Linked DNA regions of Mus musculus: regions 1 and 3 are each linked to region 2. The links are chromatin contacts, called in public Hi-C maps. All regions are on one chromosome and are shown on one strand. The core of a region is the stretch at or near the end of the contact, and the rest is flanking DNA. Distances in the headings are between cores, read along the strand shown.

Evidence for each region. A called contact is a pair of places that touch in the nucleus more often than the background predicts.
Region 1: a Hi-C map of muscle stem cells shows a contact between it and region 2, with 2.3 times the contacts expected there. The contact joins two enhancer-like sites. A contact is called at or near these places in 1 of 39 promoter capture datasets (hippocampal neurons), 2 of 15 datasets of contacts at CTCF or cohesin (large pre-B cells and pro-B cells), 3 of 484 Hi-C or Micro-C datasets (embryonic fibroblasts, muscle stem cells and uterus), 7 of 115 datasets of contacts at active chromatin or transcription factors (the HPC-7 cell line, embryonic hindbrain, embryonic stem cells and 3 more) and 1 of 9 other capture datasets (adipose tissue).
Region 3: a contact with region 2 is called in a Hi-C map of muscle stem cells, with 2.1 times the contacts expected there. The contact joins two enhancer-like sites. A contact is called at or near these places in 2 of 484 Hi-C or Micro-C datasets (both in muscle stem cells) and 4 of 115 datasets of contacts at active chromatin or transcription factors (acute myeloid leukemia, embryonic stem cells, pancreatic cancer cells and 1 more).

The regions. Positions count from the first base shown.
Region 1 is chr2:173,230,957-173,234,262 of GRCm38.p6, reverse strand. The region is part of intron 2 of Pmepa1 (prostate transmembrane protein, androgen induced 1); the gene reads left to right. Among named protein-coding and RNA genes, the nearest start is that of Zbp1, 14 kb to the right of the region's middle. Within about 2 kb of position 1,377, at least 32 of the 459 cell types and tissues checked have an H3K27ac peak or open chromatin away from gene starts, as enhancers often do. A contact at or near this core is called in muscle stem cells and pancreatic cancer cells, where this site is marked.
Region 2 is chr2:173,384,183-173,387,539 of GRCm38.p6, reverse strand. No RefSeq gene overlaps it. Among named protein-coding and RNA genes, the nearest start is that of Gm29859, 8.0 kb to the right of the region's middle. Within about 2 kb of position 1,624, at least 72 of the 459 cell types and tissues checked have an H3K27ac peak or open chromatin away from gene starts, as enhancers often do. A contact at or near this core is called in muscle stem cells and pancreatic cancer cells, where this site is marked.
Region 3 is chr2:173,256,075-173,259,120 of GRCm38.p6, reverse strand. All of the region lies in intron 1 of Pmepa1 (prostate transmembrane protein, androgen induced 1), which reads left to right. Among named protein-coding and RNA genes, the nearest start is that of Pmepa1, 19 kb to the left of the region's middle. Within about 2 kb of position 1,335, at least 139 of the 459 cell types and tissues checked have an H3K27ac peak or open chromatin away from gene starts, as enhancers often do. A contact at or near this core is called in muscle stem cells and pancreatic cancer cells, where this site is marked.

The DNA of each region.
Region 1 (3,306 bases), core at 128-2,627, 150 kb after region 2:
GCGTTACCCCCATCTGGGTGCTCACAGGACCAGGGATGAGGGCTCAGAGGCTGCTGCTTCCTCCAGTCAGTGAAGCAGGAACAGGAGGCGGATAAGACTCACGCTCGAGACTCGGGGGGGGGGGGGGGGGGGGGACCAGGAGCTCGTGAAGGTTTGGGCTGAAGGGAAGCTAGGAATTTGCACATTTGAGGTAGACGTGAGGATGGGCCCAAGCCTGAGGGCCTAGCAAAGCTGCCCCTAGAAGTGGCTCCTGCTGTCTTCCCAGAGGGAGCAGGAAGTGTCAGGTATGATTCTGTGGGCTCCCCAGAGGAACCCCACTATGTGAGGCGGAGCTGGGAGCTGTCTTAATCTCCATAGCTAGGGGCTGAGTGGGTACCGGTTTGGGGGAGCAAGGAGGTGGAAGACAATTCAGGGGAGACAGCTAGGCTATGTGGTGGCAGGTCAGGCCTCCTAAGGCCATTGAGAAGCCAGGTGAGACAGAGTGAAGAAAGGCAGCTGCTGCTTAACGGAGTGTCCACCAGGACAGAGGGGTAGGAAAGATGCCCCCTTGGGGCTGTGATCTAGATGGAAGGAGGTGACAATCCTACCCTCTCGCCAACAGGCCACTAGCACTTGGGCCATGTAGTCTTGGGAGTGCCATGGGAGGCCATGAAGCAACCGGACACTGAGGCCTCTCCCATGGCCTGAGCCCCATCTGGCTCCTCAGGTGTGATGAGCCAGCACAGGGTGCCTCCTGGGCAGTCCAGGCTTGACATAGTCTCTGGCTGGAAGGCTTGACATAGTGAGCTTGCTGTCTCCGCATGACGCCTCCCCCGCCAGCTCTCTGCTGGGTGCTCTCTGTGTGCCCAAACTCCCCAGCTTTGGGGGAAGCTAAGCATGAGAGGTGCAGGAGAGCGTCCTTGAGCTTTATACAGAGCCCCGACACTCTTAAGAGGGAGGGAAGACCAAACCTAGCCAGCCTGGGGATCAGAGTTCAGTGTCCTGGGGCTCAGCCACCCTCAGAGCCCAAGAGGCAAGCATTCCCATGTCTGCTGGGCCTCTTGTTAGCCTAAGTGAGACTGTGTAACTAGTCCCAGCTCACTTACATCCTTCCAGGGACACTCAGTCGCCTGGAGTAACTTAATGTACCCAGAGGACTGCTTGGTCTCTATGCAAACAAGCAAGGGTTTTACACGCACACGCACACTCACGGACATACATGCCAAGCCAAGCTGGGGATCCTAAAACTGCCCTCTGTCACTGAGGGACAGTCACTGCTCCAGAGGGAATCATCCTAGCTGACATTATAAGCGTGTGTTTCGGACGCTTTGGCGCTGTGAGCATCAGGGACTACCTGGGACCCAACAGCGCCCTCTCTGGACTCCAGAGTCAGTGCCTGGGTAGTCATCTCCTGTGGGTAGGACTTGCCCCTCCTGACTGTGACATCAGGCCCCTTTGGGAAGCTCTGTCCTGCCCTCAGGTGTTCACAGTCAGCAGCAGTGGGGTGAAGGGAGGCATAGTCGTTAGCCTGAGATGGAAGAAGCTGGCACATACACAACCCTGTCTCCTGGATGGCTCAGCAGGTGCAGAGAGGATGGGGTGAGCAGAGCCATGCCGGGCGCAGTGCCCCAGTTTTGGGAGGAGGGGTGTCCCGGGCTGGCAGAGGCTCCTAAGTCTAAGGGCTAAGCCAAGACAGAACTGGCTATAGCCCGAGAAGCAGGGCTGTTCCTGGCAGGTTTGGGCATCTCCGCTTGCGTCAGGACCAGTTTCAGTGCGTCACCAGTTCATCAGGGCAGGAGCCGTGACAGAGACACCAGGACTCCTGACTGAGGCTCAGGACACAGCCTGAGGACAAAGCCGGCACCTGCTGTATAGGAATCCTGCCTGTTATGCCCTGGCTCACCTGGCTCGTTTGTTATCTCTGTTACCTAGCAATAGGCACTGCCAGCTGCCTAGCCGGTGTTCTTCACACAGCACCAGCCATGAGTGACGTCCGTCCGGGGCTCACTCCCTCACAGAGGAGTAACTAGGGCTCAGAGAGGTGGGTGGGGCACTCGCCCAAGGCTGAGCAGCTTTCCAGGCGGTGCTAGTGAAGATCCCGTAGCCCACTGTGGGGTGTGGCGAGCGGAGAGCGTGGGGTGTGAGAACAGAGGCTCTGGGTACAGATGGCAGAGAGTGTGGCTCATTCCACACGTACACCTGAGCTTAGCTGCTGCTGTAACAGACAGGACCCGGGACGACTCCCCAGACACTCAAAGAGAGCCTCTCCTCACTGTCTCTCCTGTACCACCTGGCTAGATAAACAGGGGACCCAGGGGAGACCTGGAACAGAAGGTGACAGTTCCCCTGGGACCCCCTCTCTTTCCGACACAGCGCATCTGAGGTGTCTCCAGGCCTTGTGTCCTCCCAGAGAGACCTAGATACAGCTGTTGTCTGCCTGGGCTCAGTGTGCCACACTAGGCTCGCTGGCCTACCCGGCGCCTTGCCCCTTGGCTGTCTCTGGTAATTGGGGTGAGGGCTCCCCTCCTACTTATGTGAGTAGGCCACAGATCCATCTCCAAGCACCTCCCTGAGGATCACCTCTCCTCAGACCTGGTACAGGAGGAGCAGGTGGGCCTGTCTGGTTGAAGCCAGGTCTCAGCTTCACCGTGCCCTACTGTGTCACACTGGCCAAGTCGTGTCCTCCCCCTCCCCGCCCCCATCTCTCCATCTCTCTGATGCTTTTTCCACATGATAAACAGTAAGAAGGGTGATCGGCATGAGGATCAGGTGCAGGGAAGGACCCGCAAGCCCACTCCTCGGCATCTACCAATCCAGTGTTCATTGAGACAGTCGGCTCCTACCTCCACACAGCCTGTGTCACCCCTGAGGAGTGTGGTTTGTCAGTGAGTCACCTCAGGCCAGGAGCTCAGCTAGGGTCTGAGATGGATCCATGCTTTATATTCTGATCAACCCTTGGCCTAAGTCTCCTGCTCCCCGTGGAAGCACTGCCTGCCGCGAGTCCTCGTTCTGAGGCCAAAGGCAAAAATCTACAGTAAAACCAGATGCAGGGGTCAGCCAGAGCAGAAGCTCAAGCGTGCATCCAGCTTCAGAGGGGTCCAGACCTTTCTCACCCTGGGGCAGGGAGGGCCTCAGCTCTCCACCTGCCAGATGTTTGCTCTACAGAATTTGATGGTGACCGCTTGTCCACAGGAAGGGAATGATTGTCACTGTGGAGTTGAGGGGACAGTCAGAGCCGTGTCTGGAAGCTGACCAAAGGGACTTTCCAAGCAGGTAGTAGCTCTCAGTCTAGAATTGCAGCCAGGAGGGCGTCATCAGGCCTCAACA
Region 2 (3,357 bases), core at 375-2,874:
TGTGCCCGACTCATCTCCCTGAGTGTCAAGGGCTTGAGACCTTTGTTTAACTCTGAGGTTCTGCTGTTTAATGCTGAGCAACCATACTGCCCACAGTGTCTACATGTAACAAGTAGTCACACTGTGTGAGGGCTTTGGAGTGGGTCTGTCTCTGCTCCAGTCCTGGTCCATGGCAGAATTCCTGAGCCAGGCAAGAATAATTCTAGAAGAACAACAGCATTTAGCTACCAGGCTCAGAGGACTCAGCAGACTCAGAGGACTCCCTGGGCCGCTCTGTGCTCCCCTCGCTGCTCTGTGCTCCCTGAGTTGGTCTGTGCTCCCCTCGCTGCTCTGTGCTCCCTGGGCTGCTCTGTGCTCCCTGGGCTGCTCCGTGCTCCCTGGGCTGCTCCTGGGCTGCTCCATGCTCCCTGGGCTGCCTTTTTTAACAGAAGCCTTTTGTCCTGCTTTCTATAATTCTGAAGCCCAGACCAGCTTTGCACTCACTGGGTAACTGTGTAGCACAAGCTGGCCTCAAACTCTTGGGATTCCCCCTGCCTCAGACCCAGGAATACTGAGATTACAGGTGTCCACCACCATTCCTGGCTTTACATTATTCTTCTATGTCAGTGTTTCTTGGAGTGAACCTGAGGCAGGAGTAAACCCCTCTTGGCAGGACAGGACACTGAAGCTACAGTTTAAGTGTCTCCCTACTGGATTCTTATGAACAGGGAAGATGAAGCCTGTGGTGGTCTGCATAAGTAATGGCTCCCATAGGCTCAGACTTCGAATGTTTAGGGAGTAGAACTGTTTCAAAGGATTAGGAGGACACGGAGGTGTGGCCTTGTTGGAGGAAGTGCATCACTGAGGAGTCGGCTTTGAGGTTTCCAAAGCCCATACCAGTCCCTGTCTGTCTGTCTGTCTGTCTGTCTGTCTGTCTGTCTGTCTCCCCACTCCTCTTACCCCCTGCAGATCAGGATGTAACTCTCAGTTACTGGTCCAGTGCCTGCCTGCCTGCCTCTCATCATGCTTCCCCTTAATGATAATGGACTAAACCTCTGAAACAGTAAGCCAGCTGGCCCCCAGTTAAATGCTTTCTCTTACAGTAGTTGCCTTGGCCATGGTGTCTCCTCACAGCAACAGAACATTGACTAACGCAAGGACTAACCAATCCTCTTGGGTTTACCTTGAGGAACTGACCAGGTTCGCCCTCTGTGTTCCTCCATCCCTCCTACCCTGTTCCTCAATGGAAGCTGGGACTTCATCAGAGATATCACAGCACCTGCGCACTCAGGCCTTTACCTTCCAGGCTGTCGTCTAACAGTTCTGAGTATTGAAAGGGTCCAAATCTAGAGAGCAACAGGGAGATGTGGCGCCTTGGAGGTAGATGGGTTGCTCTGGACCCCAGGTTGCCAGCACAGAGAGACGCTGAGCTCCAGGCTTGCTGTCTGCAGCAGGCACCTGTTTTCACGAGGGGCCTCCAGCTCTGAATTGAGCTCAAGGTGGAGCCCAGCTTTGCCCCGAGAGCAACCTCATGAGTCACTTCACAAGCCGGTGGAAGAGAGCCAGGCTCGGCCTGCTCTCACCCCTTACCCTGCAGTCACCTCTGTAAGAAACAGTTGTCATCCGTTTTAGAACCAAGTGCCTCAGAATTCATCAGCATGAGAAAAGCAGGAAGCTGTAGGGCCTCTCCCCAAGCTGCTCACTGGTGCCTCACAGAACACTAAGAACTGGAACCTTGTCTGTTACACGAATGAGCCCAGGACCAGAAAAGGGGGCAGCCCCGAATCTCACATTAGATAAACATGTCCTACACCAATGCGATGGGGAATTTGGGCAAGGGGTAAGTCCAGGCCTGTGGGAAAGAATAGCAGGAACTTCTCATGGCCAGGGAACTATAAAAATTCGCATCTTGCGCCAAATCAACACACAAGCCATTTTTTGCCTCTTCTCTGTGCCAGTCCATGCTCTGTGGATTATGTTTTCTCTTCCCTGTCTTTTTAAACTCACGACTTTCTTATTTCCCAAACTCCCCCAGTGGCAATGAAGGCTGACATTCACAGAGGATGGTGGCACCAAGCCTCCTTTAGCCTCAATACTTCCAGTGAGCAACTACAGGAGATGAGTCACAGGAAAGACCGTGGCTGAGGCCTAGAACAGGTGTCCGATGAGGTCACGGGGACAGTGATGGTTCTAATATGAACCAAATTCCCAGAGTTTATTTTCTGGTGACTCTGGAATCTGAGCTCATGGTGGTAGCTGGGACTCTGGGGAGGGCCTCATAAAAACACATCTTTAAAACAGCTGGAAAATAAAGAGGTCAGAGCAAGGTCGCCCAAGTGTGGAGAACCATAAAAATGAACTACCCTCCCTTGGGTGCCCCTCTGCAGCCTCCTGCCAGGGAGTCACTGAAAACTCAGGGAGAGGGAACATTCTTGCAGACTGACAGAGCAGGTCAAGGGTGACCTCTCCCAGCAGCCCGACCTGTTTTCCACCGCCTCGTCTCATTATGTTCCTAGGTGCTCATGAGCAACTTTTGTCACAAAAAGCATCCCAGCCAGCAAGAGGGCCAGGTCACCCCATATGCCTGCAGGCTTTGTCTTGAAGTCAGCAGTTCTGCCCCAGGCACAGCCAATGCACCTTCCCTAGTAAGCAAAGGTGACTGGACCCCAGCAGCAGCACCAGAAACATCCGCCATCTCCCACCCTCTCATCCCACCAGCTGGTAGGGTAGGGAAGACTCAACTAAAGTTGGGACCCCTCCAGATGTAAGGGGAGTCCTAGGTGTGATTGTTACCACAGAGTCAAATGTACTTTAGGCAGAAGACCATCAGGGCCTTAGCGGTCAGACCTCAGCTGTGGGTCGGTTGGGATGGGCTGAAGGAATATTGCTACCAGGGTGAAAGATCCAGAGTGTAGGGTTGAAGGGTGACAAAGGAGGTGACAAATTGTTAGAGATAAGATGTCTATTAAAAGAGTGTATTGGCTAGTTTTGTGTGTCAACTTGACACAAGCTGGAGTTATCACAGAGAAAGGAGCCTCCCTTGAGGAAATGCCTCCATGAGATCCAGCTGTAAGGCATCTTCTCAACTAGTGATCAGAAGTGGGAGGGCCCCTTGTGGGTGGTGCCATCCCTGGGCTGATAATCCTGGGTTCTGTAAGAAAGCAAGCTGAGCAAGCCAGGGGCAGCAAGCCCCAATGGCGGGATTAAAGGACTGTGCCACCACTGCCAGCTTTAGATTTAAACTGACCAGTTTTCTTTAAACTGACCAGGGATGAAGATGAGGTGGTAGGGTGGATCTTCTCCAGCAGATAGTCAGGGGTGGGTCTCTGGGGCAGACGGAGGCGGGCATCTGTACTGGCACATCAGTTACTGAGTCCA
Region 3 (3,046 bases), core at 86-2,585, 130 kb after region 2:
GTGGTCATGAGCACAGTGTGTCCAAGTGACCGTTCAAAGGACAGACTCCAGACAGAGCTGGCTAGTGTGTTTCTCGGTCTGCAGTGACAATAGGCTGATTCTTATGACTGGAAAGACAACAGAGAGCTCCTTATTTAACTCCAAACTCAAAGAATTTGACCAACGATAAGGACAAAAGGCAAAGTGCCCCTGTCCCTGGGGCCAGTCCTGCACGAGATACTCTCAGATGTGGCTGCCTAGGGGCTGGAGGAGGGCAGGAGGTGGGCATTGGGAGTTGTGGGAGTGGCTATGAGAGTGAGGGACTGATCATAGGGCGTGCACTGTCCTGGAGTCACCACGGGGAGTGGATAGCCACGAGAGGAGTAGGTGACCATGGGGAAACAGACTGGTGGTGGTATTGGGAGCAGGCAGCCACCTGAGCCACAGGGAAATGGGATTCCATGTGAGCTGCCAGGGAAGCGAGTGACCAGTCACATGGGTGATCAGTCACATGGGTGACCGTGGGGAAATGAGCTACCCCTTGAAAAGCCACTGGGTATGAATGAGCTCTCCTGGGGTTTAAGTGACCAGGGAGGGTCAGTAGGGGCCAGAGGTCACAGCATGTGGGCCCTACCCTAACTCTTGCCTTCTTTCTAGTTAGGTTCAGGAAGACCCCTGGCCTGGCTGCACTTGTCTGAAAGGGATAAGAGTAGCCATTTGTGAGAGTGTGGGGTGCTGTTCTGAGGACTGACCAGTGGCAGGCAGGTCCCAGGCTTCCAAGTTCAGAGACCCAGGTCTGAATCCCTGTGCTGGGTTAGGTCTGTCCCCAGGAAGGGAGAGAGTGTGTGTGGTACCCCAGAAGTGGCCCGGTCCCAGTCGTCTTCCATAACGCCAAGTTCCCTAATCAACATTTCTCCTTGGGGAGACCAGGCCCTGTCCCCACCACACAAAGCTTAGTCACACATCGAGACTGCCAGTCTAGACATGTCACTCTGGGGAGTAATCCCTTGAATTCTGAAGGGTCAGGGTTTTTGGGGAGAGCCCAAGTAGGCTGACACAGGAAAGGGGTGGGTAGTGGCTTCAAAGGAGGTAGCCCAGCATGGGACCAGACCACCACTGAAACCTAGGCTGTCCCCCCACAGAGATGCCCCGGGTAGCCCAGTCTAGCTGACATCCACAGCGTTTGCGGGCCCAGCACTGCTTAGCTGACACTGGCTAAATAAAAACCCAACAGCCTGTGCCAATAAGTCTGGGGCAGGCTGCCAGTGAAGACAAAGGCCCAGAGGCAGTGTCGGGCCATGTCTGTGCCAGAGGAACTCCAGGCACTCTGTGCCTGCTCTGCCCAGTCTGAGGAGGCCAGGATGTCTGAAGTCTTGGCAAGAGAGGACCAAGTGGAAAAAGTCCCCAGTGAGACAGGAACCTCAGCTGTGCCGAGTCACTGTGCCCATTGGTGACAAGAAGGTCTGGCATGTACCATGTGAGAGCCGCAGCTGCTCAGGGAGAGGCAGCCCCCCCCCCCCGCCCTCTCCCACCCCCTCAGCTCTCCTCCTCCAGCAGCAGAGGCCCCACTGCTTTGAGCCTCAGTCACCTTGCTGGGATCATAGCGCTTTGGCAATGTCTGCAGACTTCGTTGTCAAAAGTAAGAGTGTGTGAAGGGTGTTAGTGGCACTGGATGGGAGACCCTGGGGTGTGGCTGAATTGCCACAAGTGCACAGTACAATCCCCTCATACCCACACCCCATCCCGGCCACTGCCACCACATACACAGTGTCTTTCTTTCCTTAAGCACAGTTATCTGAAGAATTGGGGTTGAATGCAGTCCAAGCCCAGAGACCTCATCCCCAGCGTGGTGATGCTATTGGAATTAAGAGAGAGGGTAGATAGGAAACTGGTCTGAGCAGGACTAGAAAGTGAAGAAGCTCTTGCATGAGGAAGACCAGCAACCCTCAAATGGGATCTGAGGCCACCCACAGCACGGTCCACAGCACCGTGTCCTGCTGCCCTCACAGCAGCTCCCAAAGTGAGGGGGCTACCTGGACAAGGAGGGCAGTGAGAAGCTTAGCGGTGCTTAGCTGAGCTGTGGCTACCTGCTGTGTGATGTCCCCAGTCATCTCTGTCTTCTCAGGTCACCTGTCATTGCTCAGAAGTCCCCAGGGCTGGAGAGTCACAGGGGCTTGTCACCAACCAAGCCAGTGTCTTGGGAGCCACTAGTCTTGGGGTAGGATTTGCCTGGCCTTCTGGAGCTCCCAAGACCATGGAGGACTGGAAGGAGCGAGACTTTGAGGATGGGCCTGATCCTGCAGTATCTCAGGAGGCCTTGGGGTGACTTGGTTACTGGGGAGTTTTGTGGAGCTGAGAGCAGGTCAGTTGGCACACTCTTCAACAGCTGCTATTTGGATAGCAGAAGGCAGAGAGGGGTCATCCAGCCAGCTCCAAGACTGGTGATGGACGACTGGGCCGGTTGAAGGGAGAGGTTGAGGTTATGGTGAAGATAGAGGCCACAGGCAGGCAGACCCAGCCGCCCAGGGTTCATGGATGAGACCCAGGGCCTGGGTGGGTATGAGGTAAGAGGTTGGTCTCCAGACAGAGCGCAGTGGAGGGAGAGCTCACACAAGGCCCTTCTTGACAAGGGTGCTGCTGGGATTGTGGGTGGTTCCTGGAACCCACTGCCTCATTTGCCCTGGAAGTCTATTTTCCCTGAATAATTAATCACTCCCCCTCAGGCCAGAGACCCTGTGTTGGAGGACAACCCTGCCAGACAGGTTTTGTCTGCCTGATTGGCCAAGAGCTTTCCAGGGCATTGGGAGGGGAAGCTTCTTAGGCAAGGGCTGGGCTGTTTGAGAAAGGTGTGGTAATTGATTAGTTTTGTCTGTGCTTGTGGCTAGGTGGGGGCAGACATATGGGGCGATTCGGGGTGTATGTATGGGGGACTCCCAGGTGCAAAAGGTGAGTGAGTTCTTTCTCTTTCTGCCTGGGGCGCCCTAGATAAAAGTCTCTTTTGCTCTGGCTTTGGGGACCAACTGCTAAGGAGACAGGCTGTGGTAGCTGGTTTCTCCATCCCTGGAGA